3 separate regions of the Mus musculus genome follow, and all the other regions are linked to region 1. The links are chromatin contacts, called in public ChIA-PET and HiChIP or PLAC-seq maps. All regions are on one chromosome and are shown on one strand. Each heading gives the region's core, a stretch centred on a gene start, on an enhancer-like site or on the middle of the called end of the contact. The rest is flanking DNA. Distances are from core to core; before and after follow the strand shown. Region 1 has its middle 45 kb from the start of Il7r. Region 2 has its middle 32 kb from the start of Prlr. Region 3 overlaps Prlr (prolactin receptor).

The links. HiChIP or PLAC-seq counts read pairs in DNA pulled down with a chosen protein or histone mark. ChIA-PET counts read pairs in DNA pulled down with a chosen protein or histone mark.
Region 2: an RNA polymerase II ChIA-PET map of effector CD8 T cells shows a contact between it and region 1, with 10 times the contacts expected there. The contact joins two enhancer-like sites. A contact is called at or near these places in 2 of 115 datasets of contacts at active chromatin or transcription factors (CD8 T cells and effector CD8 T cells).
Region 3: a RAD21 HiChIP or PLAC-seq map of pro-B cells shows a contact between it and region 1, with 11 times the contacts expected there. The contact joins two enhancer-like sites. A contact is called at or near these places in 1 of 15 datasets of contacts at CTCF or cohesin (pro-B cells) and 1 of 9 other capture datasets (embryonic stem cells).

Annotation. Positions count from the first base shown.
Region 1 is chr15:9,573,553-9,576,614 of GRCm38.p6, forward strand. No RefSeq gene overlaps it. Among named protein-coding and RNA genes, the nearest start is that of Il7r, 45 kb to the left of the region's middle. Within about 2 kb of position 1,434, at least 47 of the 459 cell types and tissues checked have an H3K27ac peak or open chromatin away from gene starts, as enhancers often do. A contact at or near this core is called in effector CD8 T cells and pro-B cells, where this site is marked.
Region 2 is chr15:10,143,353-10,146,138 of GRCm38.p6, forward strand. No RefSeq gene overlaps it. Among named protein-coding and RNA genes, the nearest start is that of Prlr, 32 kb to the right of the region's middle. Within about 2 kb of position 1,354, at least 27 of the 459 cell types and tissues checked have an H3K27ac peak or open chromatin away from gene starts, as enhancers often do. A contact at or near this core is called in effector CD8 T cells, where this site is marked.
Region 3 is chr15:10,234,873-10,237,646 of GRCm38.p6, forward strand. The region is part of intron 1 of Prlr (prolactin receptor); the gene reads left to right. Among named protein-coding and RNA genes, the nearest start is that of Gm41268, 34 kb to the left of the region's middle. Within about 2 kb of position 1,284, at least 34 of the 459 cell types and tissues checked have an H3K27ac peak or open chromatin away from gene starts, as enhancers often do. A contact at or near this core is called in pro-B cells, where this site is marked.

The sequences.
Region 1 (3,062 bases), core at 184-2,683:
TGTGCTATGGCCCTTTGCCAAGCTCTGTGACCTCCCTAGCTAACCTTGAGCATGAAGCCAATTGCTATTTATCATAAGGCTTGCTCTCCATTTTCAATTAAAGAACTTAAGGAGAGAGTGAACTATATCTTGTACTCCTTAAAAAAAATGGAAACGTTAGAAAAAAAAAAGACTAGGAAATCACTTTTAAAATATTTTGGGGGGAGTTATAATTACAATATTTATCCCTTTTCTTTCTCTCTCCAAACTCTCTTATATATTCCTTCTGCTCTCCTTCAAATCTATGGCCTCGTTTTTAATTGTTATTCCATGTACATATGACATATATGCATGTATATATATATATATCCTGTTAAATAATGTTACTTGTATGCATGTTTTCAGGGCTTCCCATTTGGCCATTGGTGTTCTCATCCTTGAGTAAGAACAACTCTCCTGCTCCCATCCTTCTTTAGTTGCCTATAGTTCTCTGTGAAGAGTTAAGCTTTTACCTATCCATTCTGTCATGTCCTTGTTCAGCTCACCTTTAGGAGGTCATATTGGTAAGACTTTATGGGTATAAGAAATCAATTTCTGCATTTCTGGTCTGTTGCATATTTTGAAGAAGACTACCCAGAAATCTGTATTTTCAGCCCATGCTCCAAATAGCCTCATAATCATGTAATAGGAGAAATCAGAGAAATTTTGCATACTGAATGTGCCTTCATTTGACCACTACATCAAACTTAGATGTATAAAAGAAACCTTTATTATTATGGCTCCTATGTTGCAGTGGCTTTGCTTGAGTAGTAGAGTCTCAGAACTCAGCTCTTTAGAGGTTTAATGTCTAAAATGTTTCTCAGACAAAGGAATTAAACTCTATGCGAGTTTCTTCCTGGTTAAAAATCCCAGATTCTTGCTAAATATTCATGCCTTGCCTCCTTTTGTTATATCCTGAGCATAGTAAAATACACCTTATATAAATGTTTAAAGGCCAACAGTGAGTGTATCTTTATCAAAAATATATTAAAAAAAAAACATTACGTGATAGCTACTTCTACTTCTTTAAGAAAATGTCATCTATTACAACTATGCTCATCAGCTTGAAGGAAGTTGCCTGCTTAAAATATGACAGTGGTCTAGTCTTACATGCCATTTTAAAGGAAGTTTCTAGTCTGTGGTCCTGGCAGAATGAATCAAACTCTTAAATGCAGAAATTCAGAAGAAACATGTAAGGGGTTCTTGTAGCATCTGGAAGCTAAGTGGTGCCTTCCAACGCACGGAGGTAGCATGCCAGCAAAGACTTTAATTTGCAGGGACTTTGGTACGAAATGGGCTCAGACAGTGAAAGTGGAGGGGAAGAAGACTAAGCTCTCCGCCTCCAGAGTACATGGTGAAGCCTGTCGTATACTAGAAGGATGTTGTGGTTTCTGCCTGGTTTGTGGGGGCATAGCAAGGTGAGGATGTTTAAGAAATGGTGAACAGAGTAGCTGTCTCCCTGTGGTTAGCCTGAAGTTAGCAAAAGATACAGCAAGTGTTTGAGCTGAAATGCTCAAGGCACACCTTTGAGCCCCCTGGTCCCCTTTGGGGCTTTGAACTGCAGCCACAAGTCTGGGCCAGCATCTCTTTCCAGATTTGTTTTGAAGCAAGCTTGAAAACAACATTTTCTTTGTACTTATACTTCGAATCTTAGGGTAATCTGCTTGTGACTTTGCTTACGTCTGGCTCAACAGGATGCCCAGAGATGCCTCTGTGTATCAAGGCTTTGTTGTGGAACTGACATGAAAACTTTTGGGAGTAGATGGAGTTGCACCTGTAGGTGACATGATGTGTTTTATTAGGCCAAATCTAGTGAAATGTGAAAAGAGGTGGAATGAATTGCAAAGGGTATCAGGAAAGAGTCATGGCAGCTTTGTTTAGAAAGGAGACAAGCAGGAGAAAGTAAGGTTGGTGGTGGCTTCATAACTGGCCTGATTAGGGTAACACCAGGGTCAAGGTCCTAAAAAGAGATGACTGGAATAAACTATGGATCTCACTAGCTTTCATAAATCCTTGCTTTCTAGTAATGTATACTCTAATGTGGTTCTATGTATAGATTTAGTATAAACAAGTGTGAGGTTAGGAGGAAATCTCCTCCCTACCAAGTTAGTTTACATTTCTAGAATTGTGTTGATGGGAGATGTCTTTTGTTCATGATGGGAGCTTGAGTGCCATTGAGACAGGGGTGGCCATTGTGAGGGTTATCTATCTATAGCAATAGTGACTGAGATTTGGGTGTGAGGGAAGAGGCCGAGTTAGCTTTGAAAGTTTGAATAAGGGAGACTAGGAGAATCTGCGACATTTCCATAACTACAGGACTGGTTAGGAGAACTTTAGAGATGGATGGGGCCATAGTCATCCAAGCAAGTACTTAGCACCTACACCCACTTTACTTCACTGTAATCTTCAAATAGAAAACATCAGGATTGGGTAGAGAAACAGCTTCATGGTGTTATTTTAGTTCTCTAGAAAGGATTTTTCAAGCACTGCTCAGAGAGTACTAGAGGAAGAACTGATACATCCTTGGTGAAGACTGCATCAAAATGGCCCATTAGGTAGAGAGTAGCTAAGAAGAGAGTTGATGGTTCACAACACAATGGCTCACTAGAGATGGGATGTTAGAAGAGTTAAGGCTGCGAAGTACTAGATGACTGTCCTCACACACATCCCTGATAGCTGCTACCCTGCCCAATCAGAGCACATATGTTCGTCTTGCAAGAGGGGCCGTTATCACTCACCACATCACCAAGAGTGGCTTATCCTTAGGGAACACAGAAAAGCTACTTCATCTGAACAGCTTGTGTGGTTTATACTTTTATTTCTTGTCAGCACTTGGTAATCACAGCATAACCCAGATATCCTCTGTCTCATCAAATCTTATTGCTGTTTGATTATTGTTTACATTCTTTCTAAACCCAAACTTTCTCTTCTCAAAGCCAAGGACTTCTGGGTTTCCTTGCAGATATACTGTGATTCTTTTTTAATAGATAACATGTAAGTATAATGATATATAGGTATTATATAGTGTATATATTTAAGACCAC
Region 2 (2,786 bases), core at 104-2,603, 570 kb after region 1:
TTTAGGAGATGGGTGAAGAATCAGGAGTTCAAGACCAGCCTCAATTATGTAATGAATTTAGGGCCAGCCTGGCCTATGTAAAATAATGTCACTTTTTTTTTTAATTCCAAGACAATCATGTAACCTTGGGTTTTGGAGTCAAGAAAGCCATGCCAACTGAGTGCAGTGATGAAATAATTTCCACTTCACCTCATAGCAGTCAACACTTAACCCATTCTCAGTGTTACAGAATAAGAGGCAGGTTGTAATACTAGAGAGAAGCAAACACTCTGTCTCCCAAGTCTCTGTAGATAGCACTAAGTTCTGGATTGTCACATGCACACTGAGCAACCCTGTTGGCCTCTCAGTCCTAATGGGGCACGTTCTGTTTCCCTTGGCATTCATGCTTGCTCCACTCAGGAAGCCCTAGCACACCAATTTCTGTGAATTCCCTGATCTGCGCATTCATTATTCAACAACAGGAGGAAAATAATAAGGTAAAGAAGCCAAGGGGGAAGCCACTTTTCCATCCTACCAGATGGTCTCTTTCTCTCAATAGACATGTTGAAGGGAATGAGACTATACTCACCCTGGTCCTGTGATATGGAACCAGGGTTAATGTCATAATGTCAGCCAATCAGCCCAGGTCTCAGAGAATTCTGTAAAAAAATTCAGAAAGCCATTGGCCAAGAAACTTTCAGAAGAACAGGTATCTTGCACAGCCTGCCACGTCTCTCAAGTGTGCTTAGCTCTTCTGCACAGTATCCACAGCTTCTCTTACCCAACTTGGAAACAATTTGTTAGGTGTAACCTATGTTAGTTAAAATGAACTTACATCCCTATTTAAAATGCTCTTTTAAACAAAGAGCAGTAGACAAAATGCTAATTGTGTGGCTTTTAGCCTTTCTGTTCTCATTTGTAAGTTACTAGTGGTCTTGATGATTTATTTCTACTCCAAATCAGAGTATGAAGAACTCTGAGAGTGATTCCCCTCCTCTGTATTCCTGCCTCCCAAACCTCAAGGTAGAGGAAGCCATATGATACATGTCACCATTCATGCAGGTAGGCAGTAGACAGGACCAAAAGTTCCTGTATGTGGCAAAGTTGATCTGTGTTATCAGTTTGAAGGCCAACAAAGTGGACAATTAAATAAGAATAAATTTTTGTGTTCCTCCCCCCCTTCCACTCCCAGCCCTTTCTCCTCTTCCTGCTCTTCTTGGTCCTAACCATAAACTTTGATGACACATGAATGTGGAATACATTGCGAGAACAGCTTGTGGGGAGGGTGTTTTCCCTGCTTTCACTGCTCATTCAGACCTTCCTGATATCTGGTAACTGGTTTCCCCCAGAGTCTCTGAGGTTTTGTGGTTCCTCACCCACAGTCACACTTCACCTTGAGATGCCACAGAGTACACTCTCCTTTGCAGCTGCACTCGGATGCCAGTGTGGTTCACAAACAGCCAACAAATGCCCGGTGGTACAAGACAGTGAGCACACATGAAAAACACTTGCGCAGCTTCTTATGGGTTGCAGAGGGAACCGTGTACAGCACTTGCTAGATGGCACCAGTCAGAAGCATTTCTCTCTTACAACCTTGTCCCTGGAACCCAAAATCTTTGAATGTTAGCATCCTACATACATTTTTCCCAGGTAAGTCAAGACGAGTATGTGTGACTGACTAAAAGGAAGATGGCATCTGACCAAGGTCTTCCTTACAAATACAAGAACATAAATGATGAAGATAATCATTTTAAATTTTCTTTTTAACAGGGTTCCCTGGTGTTAGTGGTTACTGAAAAGAAAAGAAAAGAAAAGAAAAGAAAAGAAAAGAAAAGAAAAGGAAAGGAAAGGAAAGGAAAGAAAAGAAAAGAAAAGAAAAGAAAAGAAAAGAAAAGAAAAGAAAAGAAAAGAAAAGAAAAGAAAAGAAAAGAAAAGAAGAAAAGCTTAGGACTGTGCTGAGGATAGCACAGGCCAAGCAAGCCTTAGGATGTTGTAGTTAATACTAACATAGAGATGACAAAGCAAATTGAGCCTTGACCTGCAGAACAAAACCCAATGAGGTGACAATTAGATTGGTGAACCTCCTCAGAGCCATGAAAGCATCTCTGCATCCCACTGGGCTCCAGGACCTCAAAGATTTGAAGCTTGGCTTCCTGAATCTGTGCAAAAGGATCTGGCTTCTTTTGTTTCCAATGGACTAAATAAAATCCTATGTCTCTTCAGTGAAGTTGCAATGTCTGTCTGGCAGCTCATAAAGTGGAAAAAAGCTATGATCTCATGGGATGAGCCTTTCTGGGGTCCTCTTTAGTGATTTTAGAACACTTTTCCTTCCTCTGCCTCTTGATCTCCAAGCCTCTAAAATGAGCAAATCCATTAGAGATTTCCAGGTATTATAACTTACACAAAAATACATTTTACTTCAGGATTCAGCATAACAATAGTTTATATATTATTTTATTTAAATACTTATAATATGTATATTACTAATTAAAGTTTAAAAGCTATACAGAGAAACCCTGTCTCCAAAAACCAAAAAGAAAAAAAAAGAGGGATGAATGTACTGATTTCATCAATTACTTTGATAATTTAGTGAGATAATGATGTCGATTGAGTCAAAATAGCACTGAGCATGCAAAAACCAACTGACACGTGTCACCGTGGCCAAGTCAGTCCTTTGCACTCTAGTTAATTGCTTGAAATCTTGTCTCCGTGGAATAGTCCAAAGACCTGATGGTGTTTTGCCTCAGGAATTGCTGTGATCAAATTAATTTAATGACCTCAAACTTGTATTTTAAATGGAGAGAGAG
Region 3 (2,774 bases), core at 34-2,533, 660 kb after region 1:
AAGTTTGCAAGACCAAGGGGCCTCTCTTCCCAATGATGGCCAACTAGGCCATCTTCTGCTGCATATGCAGCTAGTACTTGGATGGAAGGCCACAACTGACTCTTAAAGACTGTATGTAACACCAAATATTAGAGCAATTGTCTTCACTTAGTAGCATTTCTGAGGGTTTAAGTCCCTTTCATTTGGATTCTCAGTTTCCATGTGCAATGAATTTTTTTACAGGTGAGCAAGAAAAGTATGGAAGGAAGCCTAAGAAAGGCCGCAATGAGACTTTAAAAAATGATGCCAATTTTAGAACGCATCTTCTCTTTCAGACTTGGAAAATTAACTTTTATTACTGCCCTATGCAAACTAAATTTAAAATAAGCTTTGGATTATACCCCGTGCGTATGAGCGGACGTTATGACATTGATTGACAACGTCAGATCTACCCTCAACCCTCTGAGAGTATGATTCACACATACCTGGGATCAGAAAAGAAGTGTTTTCCAGACTAGGCAAGTCACTAGAGCTCTGGTGGTACTCAGGGTAGATTTCTTCCCCATAATTCCTAGCTAAAGATGAAAGATACAGACAAATGACCCATCCTAGGAGAATTTACAAGGGTAGTGGTAAGCAGGTAGGTTTCAGAACAGCTCATGAAACAATTCTGCAGCAGGAGTCAAGGAGTCCCAAAGAAGTGGCCTATATGGGACAGCAAGGAGAGACTCAAAAAAAAAAAAAAAGGAGGAAAAAAAAACCCTATGTGGGGCTCAGCAGTGAAGAGCACTGAGTGCTCTTTCAGAGATCCTGAGTTCAATTCCCAGCAACCACATGGTGGCTCACAACCATCTGTAATGAGATCTGATGCCCTCTTCTGGTGTGTCTGAAGACAGCTACAGTATACTCATATACATAAATCTTTTAAAAAAAAAGTCCTATGTAAAAGGCATAATGGTAGATGTTGCAAGAAAGCAGTGTGTGTATTGGTATCTGGCAGGAGGCTCAGGAATGTTCACATCACAGTCGTTAGGAAAGGAAAGCAAGGGACCCCTTATTGTAGGATATATGGACAATTTAATCATGGGGTTTTTTTCCCCCAATAATAAAATTTTCAGCAGGAAAAAAAAATAACAGTAAACAGTAAGCTACGTGTAACATAAGGATGAAAGATTTCAAAACCCGTCTTTTACAAAATGCACAGCAACAGCTTCTTTTGTGACAGCATCATCAGTCCCCGTGGTTTGCAGCCGGATGTAACAAGCCCTTTTGAAGAGCTAAGAGGGCAGAAAGTTTCTGTTGCCAAATATATAAGAGAAGCAGGAAGCACTTAGCCTCGGACCAGGAAGGGCATCCTTGCAGGAGACCCTGCAGGTCTGTGCAGTTCATTGCCCAATGCTTCCCTTAAATAAAGAGCCACAGACTTCAGGAGTGTGTTCCCCCCTGAGTGATTCTGCAAGAGTTGTTTGCCCTCCAGCACTGGGCTGTGCTGAAAGAGTTTAGTTTCCCAGGGAACAAGATCTGGGTCTAAGGCAAGGCAAGCAGCATCCTATGCCCAAACCAGTAACTCCGTTTTCTCAGCCTGCCAATCACATTGGAGCTTCCAGACCATCAGTAGCTGGGGGGGGGGGGGGGGGGGGGGGAAGGCCTCAAGTCTCCAGTCCCCATCATGATAGTGAGACCCAGAGGAAAGGGAACACCTGTTGCCACCATTTTGAAGGGACAGTGGTGACCCATAAAGAGGGTGCTCTAAAGGAGACAGGACAATTCAAGGACTTGGATAAAATATCAAACTGACAGTGGTGAGCAACTGTCAGGTTCTAGGACCAGTTTAATCCTGACTGGGCAGAGGATAGGGGCCATCCACACAACCCCTGGAGGGAGCGTTCTATAGAACCGGCTGCCTTGGTCAGCTTAGGGCAACCAGCATTAAGGCAGCAGGAGGAGGGATATAACCCAGGCTCACCTCTCCCAACCCCTACACAGGGTTCCTTCCTGCCAAGGCTCTCTACACCTTTAGTTTACAGTGGAAATCAGAAGGCAGTAGGACTCAGGTGCAGACCATATAATTCAGAACAGGAAACAGGAAATGTGGAAGAAGGAGGGGCTAAGGGAGAGCACAAACATTGGCCAGCTGCAGCCCGGCCCCAATTGGGACTGCAGACTTGGGTAGATGGATGGTTGCCACATCCTGCTCTGAGCCTTTTGAGTGACTCTGAGATAGAGCGCCTCTGTGGAGTTCCACAGAGCAGGCACACAGGCTGAAATCATGAGGTTTGTATTTTACCTCCTTGCCGGTTTGCAAGTCTTGAAAGCTCACTCCTCTAAGCTGATGGCAGCCCTCATGCAAAGCAATCTGATTGCTGTGTCTGGGGTTCAATACACACACACACACACACACACACACACACACACACACTCAGGTGCACGTGCATACACACAAAGACAGAACAGTTTGCTTGCAACATTGTCATAGCTTAGTGAACAGTATAGCATTGTTCTGGCTCAAGAAGCCCTGGTTCTTCAAAGCTCCTACTTAGATGAAATTATTTGCATCACAAACAAAAATTGTTTTGCATTTTTTAGATAATGAAGGATCGTTTAAATATATAAATTAAGGGCTATTTAGAAAAAATAGGTGTCTTTGTGAGACTGGCTTAATTCACTTACCATGATCATATTCAGTTATGGTCATTTTAAATACAAATCATGTGTGTTCCAATGACGTGAGATTACAGTGAACTATCTAGGGAAACTAACAGGAGTGGAGTAGGGACAGGAGAGGAAGAGAAACG